Linked DNA regions of Zea mays: region 2 is linked to region 1. A link is a contact called in public Hi-C data. All regions are on one chromosome and are shown on one strand. Each heading gives the region's core, a stretch centred on a gene start, on an enhancer-like site or on the middle of the called end of the contact. The rest is flanking DNA. Distances are from core to core; before and after follow the strand shown. Region 1 has its middle 59 kb from the start of LOC109939968. Region 2 holds the start of LOC100277858.

Region 1 (7,265 bases), core at 2,494-4,993:
ATGGTAGGAATGAATTTCTCATTATCGAGGTTCTTTCTCTATGACCTCAACTTCTATGGTCTTCAAGTCGAGCATCTTACCCTAAACTTCATTCTTGCCCTCTCGATCTTCACTTATCTATGCAAAGTATTCGTGTGGAGGGGGGTGAGGCCATGCTTCGATATCTTCTACCACTTCTTCGTCCTTTGGGTGTTGAGCAACCAAAACTTCTGCAGTAAGGTGTACTTCTAGCTACACTCTAGGCCTCTCTTCCATACATCATATATCACAATAGACCTCTCTAACAAATGGAACATTATTTGGAGTCTTGGATCCGCATCAAAGTCAAGCCATAGACACACCTAAAGATGTCGATGAGGGAGCCTATGGTTGACAAGGACTCGCGGGAAGGTCTACTACTAGTCCGAGACATGTCATGCAGCTGGTCCTGAGGAGAATCAAGGAGCTTATTGGCGAGGGGGCTATCAACACCGATTTTGTCGATGCACTTCATGTCATGTTTGCTTGCCCCACTCTAGGGGCACTCAAAGGCAATATGGGAGTACACTACCATCAAGGACCACATGTGGCTCCTATAGTGTCGTGACTTTAGCCTTCCTCCAGACACGATGGAGGAGATGGTAAAGTTTTTGCATCGACTCAAAAAATGCTAGTGACACTGATGGGGATGTTCACCAATTTTGATGATGATGCAACCTATGAGTATGTGGCCTAGTACATGCCCCTTTACAACATGACTGGGCTAGGGATCCCAACCGGACAACCTCTATTCATTATGGGCCAAGGTTCTAGGACCCATGGTCAGCCCCCCTTTGAGGATAGTAGGCCTCTAGTAGTATGGTTACCATGAGAAAGGGAAAGGAGGTCGCTCTGAAGGGCACTAACCCTAGCAATTCGAGGAAGAAGAGAGCAGTCCGCACTAGTGACACTTCTATCCCAAAGAGGATGCATCAACACATTTACTCAAAGGCCCCTTTCATGGGTCCTATTGCTAAGAAGAACAGAAGCCCCAACATGTTTGTTAAACATGATTTTTAATATATATTTGCCTCTTCTCACCATCTTTTCATATGTTTTTAGGTTGACGATGATCAGTGCCCGTAGAATGCCCCAATTTTGCAGGTAGCTTCCTATTTTGTCCCCATGGGTGTTGAAGCTACCCTACTAGAGGAGTATCGCAAGAGGTGTCGGCCCTAGCTAATAGTGAGGGGCGCCAGCTATGGAAGATCCATGTGTGGTTTTAGTAGTTGAGACAACTAGTAGACTAATCTCTACTCTAGTGTTATGAATAAGATATGTTAAGTCCACATAACAAGGTTGAGCGAGATTGGCCACCATGAAAAGGGTGGATATGTTCGCAAAGCGAGATTGGTCAACATGAAAAGAGAAATAAGAAAAGCAAAATGCAAGTGGTCAATGCAAAGGTATAAGCTAGGATATTTTGTTTTGCTGGTCAAGACACAATAAAGTGTAGTATTATATTTAGGATAGATGATCATACTATTAAGGGGGGAGCTTAAATAGACAACTTGGTCATATAGTGCCACTAGGTGTTGGAATCATATGCATTGCATATAGGCCTAAGTGACACATGCGATAGTAATAAAAATGTTTATTAAAACCACTTTAGAAAATGCTAACTACGCTCTATTATGTTTGGGAAATCATTTGAGAGTTGGTATGCTTGAGAAGAGAAGAGAAAATGTTGCTGGTGCAGATTTTTAAAGAGCAACAGACATAACATCAGATATGGCGTCATCTTGTATTTACTTCACTATTTATAGCCAAACGCTATGGAGTCTGTTGTTCACCAAATACGGAGCACCGAACAACCCACCAGATAGGGCACTTAGAGAGCATGTCGAAAATGCACTTTTTCTCTATAGTGCACTAGATGTGTCCAATGTGGCACCGGATACCACACCAAATATGGTATCCAAAGAGCTTAAAATTTACGCGTTACGGTCCAATACTCATTAGACGTGTCCGGTGGTGTGATCGGTGAAAGCACCAAACATCTAACAACATTAACGCCTAGTTTGTTGCTGTCGGAGATGTAGCCATTGGAATAAAACACCGGATATATATATATATATATATATATATATATATATATATATATATATATATATATATATATATATATATATATATATATATATATATATATATATATATATATATATATATATGGTGTATTGACCGGTGGTGCACTAAACATGTATGATGCACCTAAATTTTGTATTACAATAGGTAATGGTTAGATTCTCTTGTAGGGTTATATATAGACGCCTTAGCCGGCTCTGGCTGGTATCCCTCGACTACAACACTTGCATACACCTCTTGAGGTTATAGAAACACACTCCACTCACTTGTAACTTGTAGTTCATCACTTGGGGTTAGATTGGAGTACTTGTAGACTTGTAGTACATTACATAGAGCTCTTGCATCTTCTGGCACTAGTTGGATGACTTGGGCTAGTTACACTCCCATTACTCTTCGTAATTGTTATCACCTAGAGTTTGCGAGATCATTGAGTGGCTATTGGTGATTATCATCGTCCTCAATCATTATTGTGAAAGCAAGGATTTTGTGCTCATTTCTTGTGGGAGATTCACGAAGAGCAAATATAGTAAAAATATAGGCTGTTGGGGGTGCCAATCTAGAGTGATTCTTATGGTACTTGTATTATGGGTTTGACATGTAATGCCAGTTAGTGTGTGAACCATATAGCTAGGACTTGCCACAATGAGGACATATATTTGTGACAAGCAACCAGAACCTCGAGGGATGTATCTTGTGTCACCTCTTGTTTTGTGTGGTTTGCACTCCAAACCATCCTTACAATTATATTTACTTGTTATATCATGTTGTTCTATCTATCCTTGTGTAATTTATAATTAACCTTTATATCTTGCTAAGAAACTGCCCTGACTAGTTCATAACAATTTGTTTACAAGTTTCTAGTTTATTTAGGAGATATATAGCGCTTAGAGTAAATTAGAACTAGAGGAAGTAAATGGTTTTACATATTCAAACTTTGGCTCTAGTCATTTCTGTAAGTTTTGTAGAACTTTTTTTTTGTGTAGGCTATTCACCATTTTTAGTCATCTGGATCATATCGAAATCGTTGATGTGTCCATCACAGAGGCGGTCCCAATGCCTAACTATACTACTCGAATATTCTATTCTAGTGTGGGGGAGTAGCTAGTACATGCATTCTCGTGTTTATCAATAGTAGCGGTGACGATCTGCTGGTGATTGATGGTATTTTGGCCGCATAGAACGTTTCTTTAATTAGTTGGTGAACAAGACATCGCCGAACTCGTACAACCGCTATGATGCCTCCTTTTTCCTCTCTTTTTTTGTTACAAAAAAGATGGGGCATTCCCCCCCCCCCCCCCCCCCCCCCCCCCCCCCCCCTCCTCCTTTTCTCACTTGCATAGGTATGTATATATATAAAAGAATACATGCTCTTTATCTGTCTTGTGATGGGGCATCGACAACTGGTCCATCTCCAATCTCTTCATTAAGATAGTGTGTATCATTACCACTAATCTACTTGTTAATTACGTATGTATATATATATATATATATATATATATATATATATATATATATATATATATATATATATATATATATATATATATATATATATATATATATATATATATACTCCATAAAGTGAGAGTGAGATATGGACTACAATGAAAGTGAAGCTTCTCATAGTTCCATTTTGTCCTCGGCGTTCCATACCAAAGGGAAGGAACTCGTGGACGTTGGAACTTGGAAGTCAATAAAGGTAGGAGGACTAACTTTGTTCATGTGAAGAATACACCAATAATACAAATACATTTGAGATTTTTTTTTGCTTTGCTTTGCTTTTGTTTTGGAGAAACCTGGACAAGATATCCCAATCTTGCGAGGTGATTGTCACTCCTTTTTTTTTTCTTTTTGGGGAAGGTGACTGGGTGGTGCTAAATATATACTAGATATATAGAGATAGTAGTGCTGGTAGGCAAGAAAACCGAAGGCCATTGGTTGGCTCGCTGGATCATGTGAAGGGACATTCCGTTTGATATGTGTGATGTCCAAATGATTACACGGCGTGGCCACATTATTAGCTTTATGCTAATTTCCTTCTATCTCGTCGTCCTCTCGCTTTTGCTTTATTTGTTACATTTCAACTCCATGATGGATGGCGTCGTTGACGATGCCGACAGTGGCTAATTTCGCCGCTCTCTCTTACCGAGACTAATCATCTCTTGCATTGCTCGTTAATTTCAAGACCTGTTGGGAGTGAACGTATGCATGGTTTACCACGTGATCTTCATCAATGATTTTGACGCCTCGAAATCTCAATTCGTCGCGACATCTGCTGGAATCAAGTGAGAGAATGATGAATCGGACAGAGCAAGTATTAGGGAGACCTCCTTTTCTTTCATCAGTTGCCTGCTCAAAACCCATCACAAAGGAGAGAGGAAAAAAAAGGGTTGCTTTTGCTTGCTCAAAAACCTAGTTCCATAGGGAATGCATTCTGTGTGCACTGCATCAAATCCATATCTTCGAACCACTATGTAGATCTCCTTTTTGGATGCTCGCTTGGCCCAAAGTTCTGCTTTTCTTCCTGCAATTGATGCATCTTAATATTTTTATCAATATACTTCTGGCTTTGTTTTCATTCAAATAACTAATAGCGTATTTTTTTATTGGACAACACAACAAAACCATGTTACGCGTGGATGAACAACAATAGCATATTGTTGAGCACCAAAATGAGGTGCGGACGGTCCGGCCCTGAGGCCGGATGGTCCGCGGTCCGGACGGTCCGCGCCTGTGGGCCGGACGGTCCGCGCACGCGCAGAGTAGATTAGGGGTCCGAGTTTTGTGCTATGTTTGTTAGCTATATCCGCGGAATTAGCTCGGAATCCGGTCGTGTAAAGGGTCCAGCCCCCCTCCTCTATAAAAAGAGAGGCCTACGACCGATTTGTATCATCAATCGAACTTTCAATCAATACAATTTACATTTTATCCTAAGAGTAGTTCTAGTCTAGTTTAGGTTTAGCTATCCAATCCCCAAATTCTTCGTCTCTCTTCGGCTCTACGTCAATTAGAGGAGTCTAGGTCGGCCGGCCCGAGCCTAGACACCACCTAGGATCTCTCCTCCCCGACGGGGTCCCTCCCGGGAGCGAGATCCAGGCGCCGCCGGCGACTTCCGCCGCCTCTGCATACGCGCGGACCATCCGGCCCCAGGGCGCGGACCGTCCGGCCGTCAGGCAGAGAAGCCCTAGCCGCGCACCAGGCCGCGGACCGTCCGGCCCCAGGCCGCGGACAGTCCGCCCCTACGCAGAGAGTACCACCGCGCCTCGCACCAGGCCGCGGACCGTCCGGCCCCAGGCCGCGGACAGTCCGCCCCTACGCAGAGAGTACCACCGCGCCTCGCACCAGGCCGCGGACCGTCCGGCCCCGCGCGCGGACCGTCCGGCCCCACGCGCGGACCGTCCGCCCCTGTGCAGAGGGCACCGCCACGGTTCTTGTTGAGTGTTTGACGCTCCGGAAAGGCGTCAACATACTTTTTGGCGACTCCGCTGGGGAAAACACATCTAGGCTCATCAAATCGGCCCTCAATGGCCGGTTCAAGGGAGAGCTCTGATATTTCTCCAAGCAACATCATAGAGCCGACTTGGGAAAGGGAAACCTTGCCGGCTGACGAGCAGCTCCAGTTTGAGGAGCACAAGGAGCGGATGATCCAGGAGGCGAAAGCAAAATTCTTGGCCAACTTCAAGGTGGACAGGAACAACAAGGTCGTCCGACATCGGGCGACGGATCCGGCTTCGCTCCAACCCACGCCAGATATCCCCAATGTAAGTAATACCAACGAGCTACAATCTCTTAGAAATTATGTAGAAGAGCAGCGTGAACAAATGCAGAACATCATAGGGGGTATGCAAAGCGATGTTAAGAGACTAGTACGTGCATTCGATAAATCTAACATCGCAAATTTTCCTTCACACGAGGTTGAGTTAGGAGGTAACACGCGTAACACATCGGCTACAGGTTGTCACGACCAGTCACAACCCCTTTATGGGATGCCGATGGACACATACCCTGAACAACCGCAAATCGGCAGCAAATCAGCCGATCTGCACATGCCCGGACCGTCCGCACGTGAGCGCGGACCGTCCGGGCCAACAACAGTCGGGCCTATTTTTAATGGGTTACCTAGATATGCGCCCGAACCACCTCACACGACACAGAATCTAAACTACCAAGTCGGACCATCCGCGTACAACGACGGACGGTCCGCACATAATCACGGACACCTTTTTGAGGAGGATTGCTACCTGAATCCTCACCCGTCCCAGCAACACTTCCCATCGCACTATACAATGCATCAACCTATTAATTCGAGATCTAGAACCCAGGAAAACTTTCCAGCCCCACCTAGAAGGCCGGAAAGGAACAATCAAACATACGAACCATATAGGGCAAGTGGCAATGCACCACGTAGCTCAAACCAATGGGGGGAACGACAACATACCAACATGCAACCAACCCCACCTATGTTTGACCAGAGAGCCGGTGGTCTTGCACCGGCTGCCATTGATATAGTGAGAGAAGAAATAGCCGGGGCGTTCCGAGATAAGCTCAGAGTAAGCATGGTCCCTGGGGGGCAATCATATCGGAAACCTTATGACAGCCGATTTGATCACCACCCATACCCACAGGGAACTAGAATACCCGAATTCGCAAAATTTTCGGGTGACCAAGGGGAAAACACGCGTGAACATATAGGCCAGTTCTTAGCACAATTGGGAGAATTGGCCGACACAGAGGCATTTCGCGTGCGCTTATTTTCATTATCTTTAACAGGAACCGCGTTTGCATGGTATGCCACTTTACCTCCTAATTCCATTTCATCATGGGGGGATCTAGAACAAAAATTTCATGATCATTTTTTCTCCAGTGACTATGAGTTGGATTTGGTAGATTTAGTGTCATTGCGACAGACAAAAGATAAATCGGTTAATGATTACATCCGGAGATTCCGAGATACAAGAAACCGATGCTTTCAAATTCATTTAGCAGAAAAACAGCTAGTAGGATTAGCCTTTAATGGTCTACGATATTATTTAAAGGAAAGATTAGAAGGCATCCAATTCTTTACACTAGCACAATTACACCAGAAAGCTTTGGCTTATGTAAGCCGAAGCAAAGAAACTGCTAAAACAATTCGTCACAACGTACATGTGTAGTAGAAT
Region 2 (7,265 bases), core at 2,408-4,907, 140 kb after region 1:
CAAAGTCCATTGACCGGCCAATGGCCCACACGCGAAAATACCGAATTTTGGTGTGGTGAGTATTTTTGCACAGCTTGACTAGCATTTAGAGTCTTGCGTGTGCAGTCGCTAGCATAGCGCATAGATAGGTCAAGGATGCCATTTTAGGAACATTTATGGATTCATTAGCGTATGTTAGCAAACAAGCTAGTGATGTGTCATGTGCATCGTCGCAAGTGGTCCTTTTCTTTATAGCCTATACATGGAACATTCTATCAAAAGATTGGCTCGGCACCTTGAACCGTGGCCCTTTTTGCATGATACACAGGTCACTCAACTCGATCACCTACCTTTGCTTGGCTTGGCTTGGCTTTGCTTTTGCTTTCGACATGAGGCAGCCCGGGAAATCTTACCGAAAATCTAGAGCAGCCGAATCCACCACCGTCGCCATTGATGAATGATGATGATGATGATGATGATTAGCTTGGAATCTACAAGCTTGGGAAGGTACAATGATGCTACAAAGCCCCCAATCATGGCATCCACAACCCAGCGTTTCCCCGGAGGGCCCCCCCTGAGAACGGCGTCGAGCTGGTTTTCAACGACGGTGACCGGACGGACATCGCGCTTTTTGGTAAGATTGGAGGCGATCAGGTGGGGGAGATCCTGCTGTAAGAGTGGCCGCCTCACTTTGTGCCGCTGGAGCTGGAGGGGAGGGAGCACTGCCGGTGCCGGTGCCGGTGCCGGCTCCTTCCACAGTTCTCCTGCGGTGGTGGTATCAGCCACCATTCCACTCGACGGTTTCTTAAGCTGTGTAGATGGTTTTTGCATCGCTCTTTTCAGGTCTGGATCAAAAGGAGAGAACACCAGGAAAAGGAGATCAGATGTGGTGCCAACCATTCTGTTGCGTAATCACGACTGCTCGTACTGTTTAAGGATGAACAAGTTCAGTTGTTTCTAGTATCAACTAATTAGTGGCAAAGGAGCTTTGCTGCAAAGGAAGCGGCTTTTGGGCAGGTGGTTTGGTCCTGGTTCTCAAGAAATGTATGGCTTCCCTCTTGCCAGGTGAGTCAGGATCTCCATCCTTCCCAGATGGAATCGGTCGCCAAATGATTGGCTGATTGAATGGATGATCATTGTTCAGCAAAGCCGAAAGGAACGAGCGCAAGCACGATCCCAGCAGCTTGGGCATCATATAAAGCAGTTTTTCATCTTTAGAAACGCCATCATGAGCCAATGATTAGAGCTGAACCTGATAGCGCGCAGGAGAAGGTACGTTGATATTATTCCAAAGGACATGTGCTTCTCTTTATTTCTTGTATACAGGTGTATATATATATGTACAATCATAAGGTCCTTAACTTTACAAGGTCATGCAATAAACAGTTGATACGCTACTATCATAAGCCTGATGTATCGTCAGGCAGGCAGGGATGCTCCCATCACATGCTGGTATACATTCTCTCCTAAAAAGACGCCGTCACTGGTAGTACTTGCATTCTAATTAGAACTGCATAATAAAGTCTGCGGCAGGTACTCATTACAAGGTGGTGACGGATTTCTCTTAAGATGATGCCCCTTCTGATTTGCTGTTCCTGTTAACAGATTAAGAAATCAGGTTAGAGATTTGTGGAGATGCGTACAAGGAGTATGGCCATTTTCTGCTTCTTCATAATCTATGTGCCTGAAGCTAAAACGATTTGTAGCTGCAAACATAGAGCAACTTTAGCTGTAAGCACGCTATGATTGAAACATTGGGATGATATCTGAGAATGGAAGGAACACTCTAGCTAAGAAGTCTAAAGTAGGAAAGGTTTTTGAGCACCCAATTACCCAAAATACATTACTGTTAGCTATCTTGACAGAACTCATGATACAATTTGCTAGTAAGCATGTTATATTGTAAAATTGTGGGATGGAATAAAAAAACAAACGCAGACCTCTGGGTAATCAAAAGGTTCTAGTCTTCTAGAAAGCATCAAACAAATTCTCCTAGCCAAGTTGGAGACGCTCCCAACCACTGCTGCAGCAGGCTTCTAAAACAGCTACCGTAGCCTACAAGCAACGGATTCGGTACCACATAGCAATGTTCTTTCGTCCTTAGGTTCTATGTACTTGCCCATCACTGAAAGGAAGGAATGGCATTAAGGAGCAACTGAAACTGAATGATGAACCAAAGGGTGCCACCTACTTTCTTGTAGTAATGCTAATATTGGCGTTGCAGGTCAAGATGAAATATGAAAACTTCAAGGTGTAAGAAGACAACAAGATAAATCAAATCATAAGAGTTTACAGTTAGCCATGTTTCAAGAATACATGTTCATAATGTACAATATATGAAGTGCAATTACTAGTTATTTAAATGAGAAATGTTGCATAAGCTATTTCAATCACAACTCATTTTTTTACTAGATAAACCACATTGATCGTGCAAATGATAATGGCTTTATTTTTCTCCCATCCATATACAAGTATCCGGTATTCCCAGCTATGCCTAAGCAATTCAATAGCCGCTTCTGAGAGAATAGGACTGCAGATATTCACAATACAAGGTGTAAAAAAAACTTGTGTTGTCGTAAGGAACATAGTTATAGCTCCAGTCAAAAAAAAATGGAGTAGCTCCAAAGTGCCAATATATCGAATTGTATGCACTGAAGTTTGAAATGTCTAGACTTTTCTATGGATTGCAACAAACAGTTTTACTTTAGCACCAATAGTAGGCATGACAAGAAATTTAGGAATTTGAGATGGGCATCCAGAGGTGAACAAGGACACAAAAATGCAGGTAATTATGCCTTCAGGTCCTTTAGCCGTTGTACCAAACTGTAAATGAAGCTGAATCAAGTTTGAAATGCTGAAATAGACAGCTCAAGCAACTTTCCCCACTCCAATTTAACTACAATTGCAACCACGCCCACATGAAGAGCTGCAGAATCGCCATATGCCCAACTAGATCAGATAGTGGGTGGCCATGCGGGGTATGCTGATACAATCCTAAGCTACAACCTAACTGCAACAAACTGCTTCAGCAATGCCAGGAGTCCAGGACTGAACAGCACTGAAGCAGTCAATCTGGATCGAATTGAACAAGTGCTGGACAGTCAGTTTCCACATGAATCAGCACTGAAACATCCGGATGAGCAAAAGGAGAAGAAGGCTTGTGTGGTCGTGCGGAGGTAAAGCTTTGACCTTTGTGCGGCTTCGGCCTGGTTCTGGTAGAACTTGGCGAAGCGGCCGCGGTTGGCTGGCTTGGGTTTAGAGGGCTTTTTCGGGCGCAGGCCGGCGATCTCCTGCACCAGCGGCACGTGCACCAGCACCGTCCTCCACGCCACGTACCAGCCTGGGGCGACGAAGCGGATCAGGGAAGGGAACCCACGCAACTATTCAACTGAGGAGATAAGGGGAGGGGAGTCATACTGAGGAGGATGAGGGTGAAGACGAAGGCGATGGCAAGGACAGGGCGGATGAGGAAAACGACGGCGACTTCCGACGCAGCCGCCAGGCCGCCGCTCGCCATAGCGCCGGCGGCAGCTCAGTTCCGGCCTCGCAAGGAAGGGATCCGCTGGCGAGGTTATTGAGCCTATGGCATGCGAGGCCCGCGGAAGCAAGCAAAAAGCCTGCCTGCAGTAATGCAGTTGTAGCGCCGTTGACTTTGCTGGCAATGCAGGCAACCGGATTCGGGAGGAGGAAACAGAGTGTCATATACTCATATCGCAAGGCAATAACATTTGCGTAAAATCATGTCGCAAGACAATGATATTTGCGTAAAGTCACCCGTTGTCCATTGACAAGAGGCTACTGGTATATATGTGTCCTTTGTGTAAAATCACAGAAATTTGTCCTTTGAGTCAGTCACCAGGAGCTCAGGACATTCAGAACACAACTTTGCTCAAACGTTCATCAGAAGAAGCCGGCCTGGCAGCACGGGATGGTATAGCTGGGTGCAAAGGTTACAGAGAACTATTGACCCAATACTTTCAACTGAATCCCTCATCGCTGTTTAAATAACAACACAACACGGTTACATGTGCCCCCGCTTCCATCCTGATGTTTTTGTGGAAGATGCACGGGCAGGCTAACGAAGAAACAACACAATGCCCACATATGAAAATAGAACTCATAATGTAATGAGTCAGGCATTCCTATATGTTACAAGCTGACAGCAAATATGTTAGTGTGATCAGGAGCAACCTAATGCCTGTTCAGCAGAAAAGATCATTCGTCATGGTCATATTACATCATCTTACATTCTTACTGAACGAGAATAACACAGAAGAATGGCAAACCCACTATCGCTGGTATCCATGCTCCCTCAACATGGTTCCGGTTGCACCCTGCGCTTCCTTTTGGTAGGCTTTGTGGTACCATTGTCACTGGTAACTTGAGCCACAACAACTTTTTGAGTTGGTAGCTGGCCAATGAAGAGAACGTTTTGTGCCCAACCAGCATAGCTTCCAAATCTAGTAACAAAAGCATCGGCAACAACAACGCTAAGTTTTGGGGTCAAGCTCTTGCCAGCTAGCTCTGGTAATAGATACTGTGTAGCAACCTGCATTAGAATCCATATAGAGTTTAACACTCACATGAAATAGTCTTTGGATCATATTAATGGGGTGTTTGGTTTCTAGGGACTAATTTTTAGTCCCTCCATTTTAGTCTCTAAATTGCCAAAAACGGAAACTAAAACTCTATTTTAATTTCCATATTTGTCAATTTACAGACTAAAATGAAATAAAATATAAGGGCTAAAAATTAGTCTCTAGAAACCAAACACCCACTAAGTATAGACAGCAGACCTTCTACAGGTTGCATCCACAAGTTTGATTGAAAAATAATAAGAATTCAAAAAAAACACCCCAACATGAGTGGTACAGTCATTATGAATGCAGCAGGAATATGTATCTACACATGGTGATTGTTTTACTAGCGTTTCAAATAATATTTTTCCAAAAAAAAACAAACATAGTTTTGTTTTTTTAAGAGGGAACAAACCTAGCAATGAAGGCAGACCCAGTGCCGAATGCGCCCACATAAGTGGTGTCTAGGAAAAGAATAAACCAAGGCAAGCCTTCCCCTGCAAATGCGGAGAGACTGCTTCGAACTCGTGACCTGGTAGCTCATTGAGATAGCTCTCACTACTACACTAGGTCTACCCTTCTAAAACCTAGTAATGAAGAGCAAGGTTTTTATGGTCAAATCAAATGGTTGAGTCATAACTTGAATCAGGTGCCATGTGCAGTCTACATACAGCGAAAGGAAGTGCAACACACGTTAGCCTGTACAAATGGTCGATAATTCATCTATGCAAAGCCTTACTGTGGTCTAACAGAGAATGATGGTGATGGACATAACTCAAACAAGCTCTACCTCACTAAAAATATCAATGAACTAACAATGGTATGTCCAAATGAAACAACAGAAGTAGAAGCAATTGTTACAACATTAATACAAAAGTGAGATATAGCAATATAGCATACCTTCCAAACATGTGTGTCGACAGGAATAGCATGATTTTGATCAAGGGAGAACAGAGCAATGCAGGCAGCGACCTTTGGACCAACACCTGGGAGAGTGCAAAGAGCTTCAATCACATCTGAAAGTTCCTTCTCACGCAGTGAGGCAAGCCATTTTTGACCTCCACTAGGTTTGGCCTGCAATTCTTTAGCAGTGCCAACAATGTACTTTGCCCTGCTCGTTTGTCATAAAAAAACCACACAGAATTGCTCAATTCAGTATACTATGAAGCTCTCTAGCAATACTGTCTACACAACAGATACTCATGAGCAGTTAATGATTTATTGATCTGTGCTGTTACAATCCATAGAACAAGACTTTCTGGCGAATAAATTGGTTCCCAAAGGACAAAATGCCAGTATGCTGCAAACACAAAGTTGGGTTTTATACTTCTTTACGTTCATAGTAAAAACGTCATCAGCATTATCATAGCCCAAATGCCCGTTGCCTGATTAGATCAACGACTAGCCCAATATACACATTAGTTTTATTTCTCAACCAAAGCTTCAGTTAAAATGGTAGAAACAACAGCTTAGGGGGGGTGTTTAAATGCACTAGATCTAATAGTTAGTTGGCTAAAAAATTGCTAGTAGAATTAGCTAGCTAACTATTAGCTAATTTGCTAAAAGTAGCTAATAGTTGAACTATCATCTCCAAGGGACTCTCTATTTTTTACTCTATACTTACCTCTTCATAAAGATTATATTTTATATATAGCGTCTCACTTCAGCAGACTCTCCATTTCCCATTCTCCAAATTCAAACCGTTACATTCTACACACACTGATGTGTGGGTCCTACACAACATCCCACACTTGGCAAGTCAGTTTGGCTGGCCGGAGTGGCTAGCCAAGTTAATTTAGAGATCTGGATGACTAGTCCGTTGAAGAGTTATTTTGCTGTTGAATAGCCAAAATTTGGCTTGACAAGCTATTTAGCTAGTCTCTCGGAGATGGTCTAGCTAGACTGTTTGGATGTCTTCAAATAATTTTAATAGCTAACTAGTATTATCTCTAGTTCATTCCCTTAATAACCTAGGACGACCTGCCAATGCTATGCTGCAAATGAAATAGCAGCTACCAGAACATGATAACAGCAATAGAATGAAAATCTTTGGACTCCAGCCTACGATCTAGGAATTCGATCATGAAGTAAAAGTGGCAAAGTCAAATTTGACGAGCTGTGCTGAATGATACGTGCAGAACTGATGCTTGTCGGTGTACTTATTCCAAATGGAACGCAAAGTAGGAAGGCACCAAGAGCTGACCTGTACCCAAACCCGGCCTCACGAAGTTCCTGCTCCGACACGCGCGCGAGCCGCTCGATCGTGGGGAACCGGTGGAACACGAAGCCACCAACCTCGCCGAGCCGCTCCCCGTAGCCTGCCAGCGTCCACACCATCTTCTCGATCCGGGCAATGTTGTTGTTGGAGGAGCATAGAAACTGGAAGACGCACTCGACGGGGTCCTGCCTAAGCACCCGCGCGCCGCCGCCCCCGAGCCGCGCGGAGACATCAGCGAAGCGCTCATCTGCGGCGGCGAACTGCCGCCAGAGGTCGGCGAGCGAGACGGCCGCGTTGAGATAGTCGAGGAGCGCGGCGCGGGCGGCGGGCAACGAGGAGGCGGGGCAACCGCCGTCGTTGTGGAGGAGGAATGCGAGGCGGCCATCGTCGGAGTCGGGCAGGTGGGAGAGGGAGACGAGGTGGGACCCCACGGCACCGGTGAAGCGGAGCGGGGAGAGGGAGGTGCGGCGCCAAAGGAAGGTCTGGCCGGT

The links. Hi-C and Micro-C count contacts between places; a contact is called where the count stands out from the background.
Region 2: a contact with region 1 is called in a Hi-C map of leaf, with 4 times the contacts expected there. The contact joins the promoter of LOC100277858 here to the enhancer-like site in region 1. A contact is called at or near these places in 2 of 25 Hi-C or Micro-C datasets (endosperm and leaf).

What each region holds. Positions count from the first base shown.
Region 1 is chr5:175,556,863-175,564,127 of Zm-B73-REFERENCE-NAM-5.0, forward strand. No RefSeq gene overlaps it. Among protein-coding and RNA genes, the nearest start is that of LOC109939968, 59 kb to the left of the region's middle. Within about 2 kb of position 3,744, at least 6 of the 20 cell types and tissues checked have an H3K27ac peak or open chromatin away from gene starts, as enhancers often do. A contact at or near this core is called in leaf, where this site is marked.
Region 2 is chr5:175,695,067-175,702,331 of Zm-B73-REFERENCE-NAM-5.0, forward strand. LOC100277858 reads right to left here and starts at 3,658. Exons shown (of 3, transcript NM_001151317.2): 1 at 3,397-3,658; 2 at 3,169-3,319; 3 at 1,252-1,574. The coding sequence starts at 3,496. The coding sequence ends at 1,544. It overlaps LOC100273912 (N-glycosylase/DNA lyase OGG1), which reads right to left. Exons shown (of 3, transcript NM_001148304.1): 1 at 6,760-7,265; 2 at 5,457-5,667; 3 at 3,945-4,528. The coding sequence ends at 4,292. LOC103627280 (a long non-coding RNA gene) reads left to right here and starts at 249. Exons shown (of 3, transcript XR_553527.3): 1 at 249-613; 2 at 823-1,044; 3 at 1,124-1,375.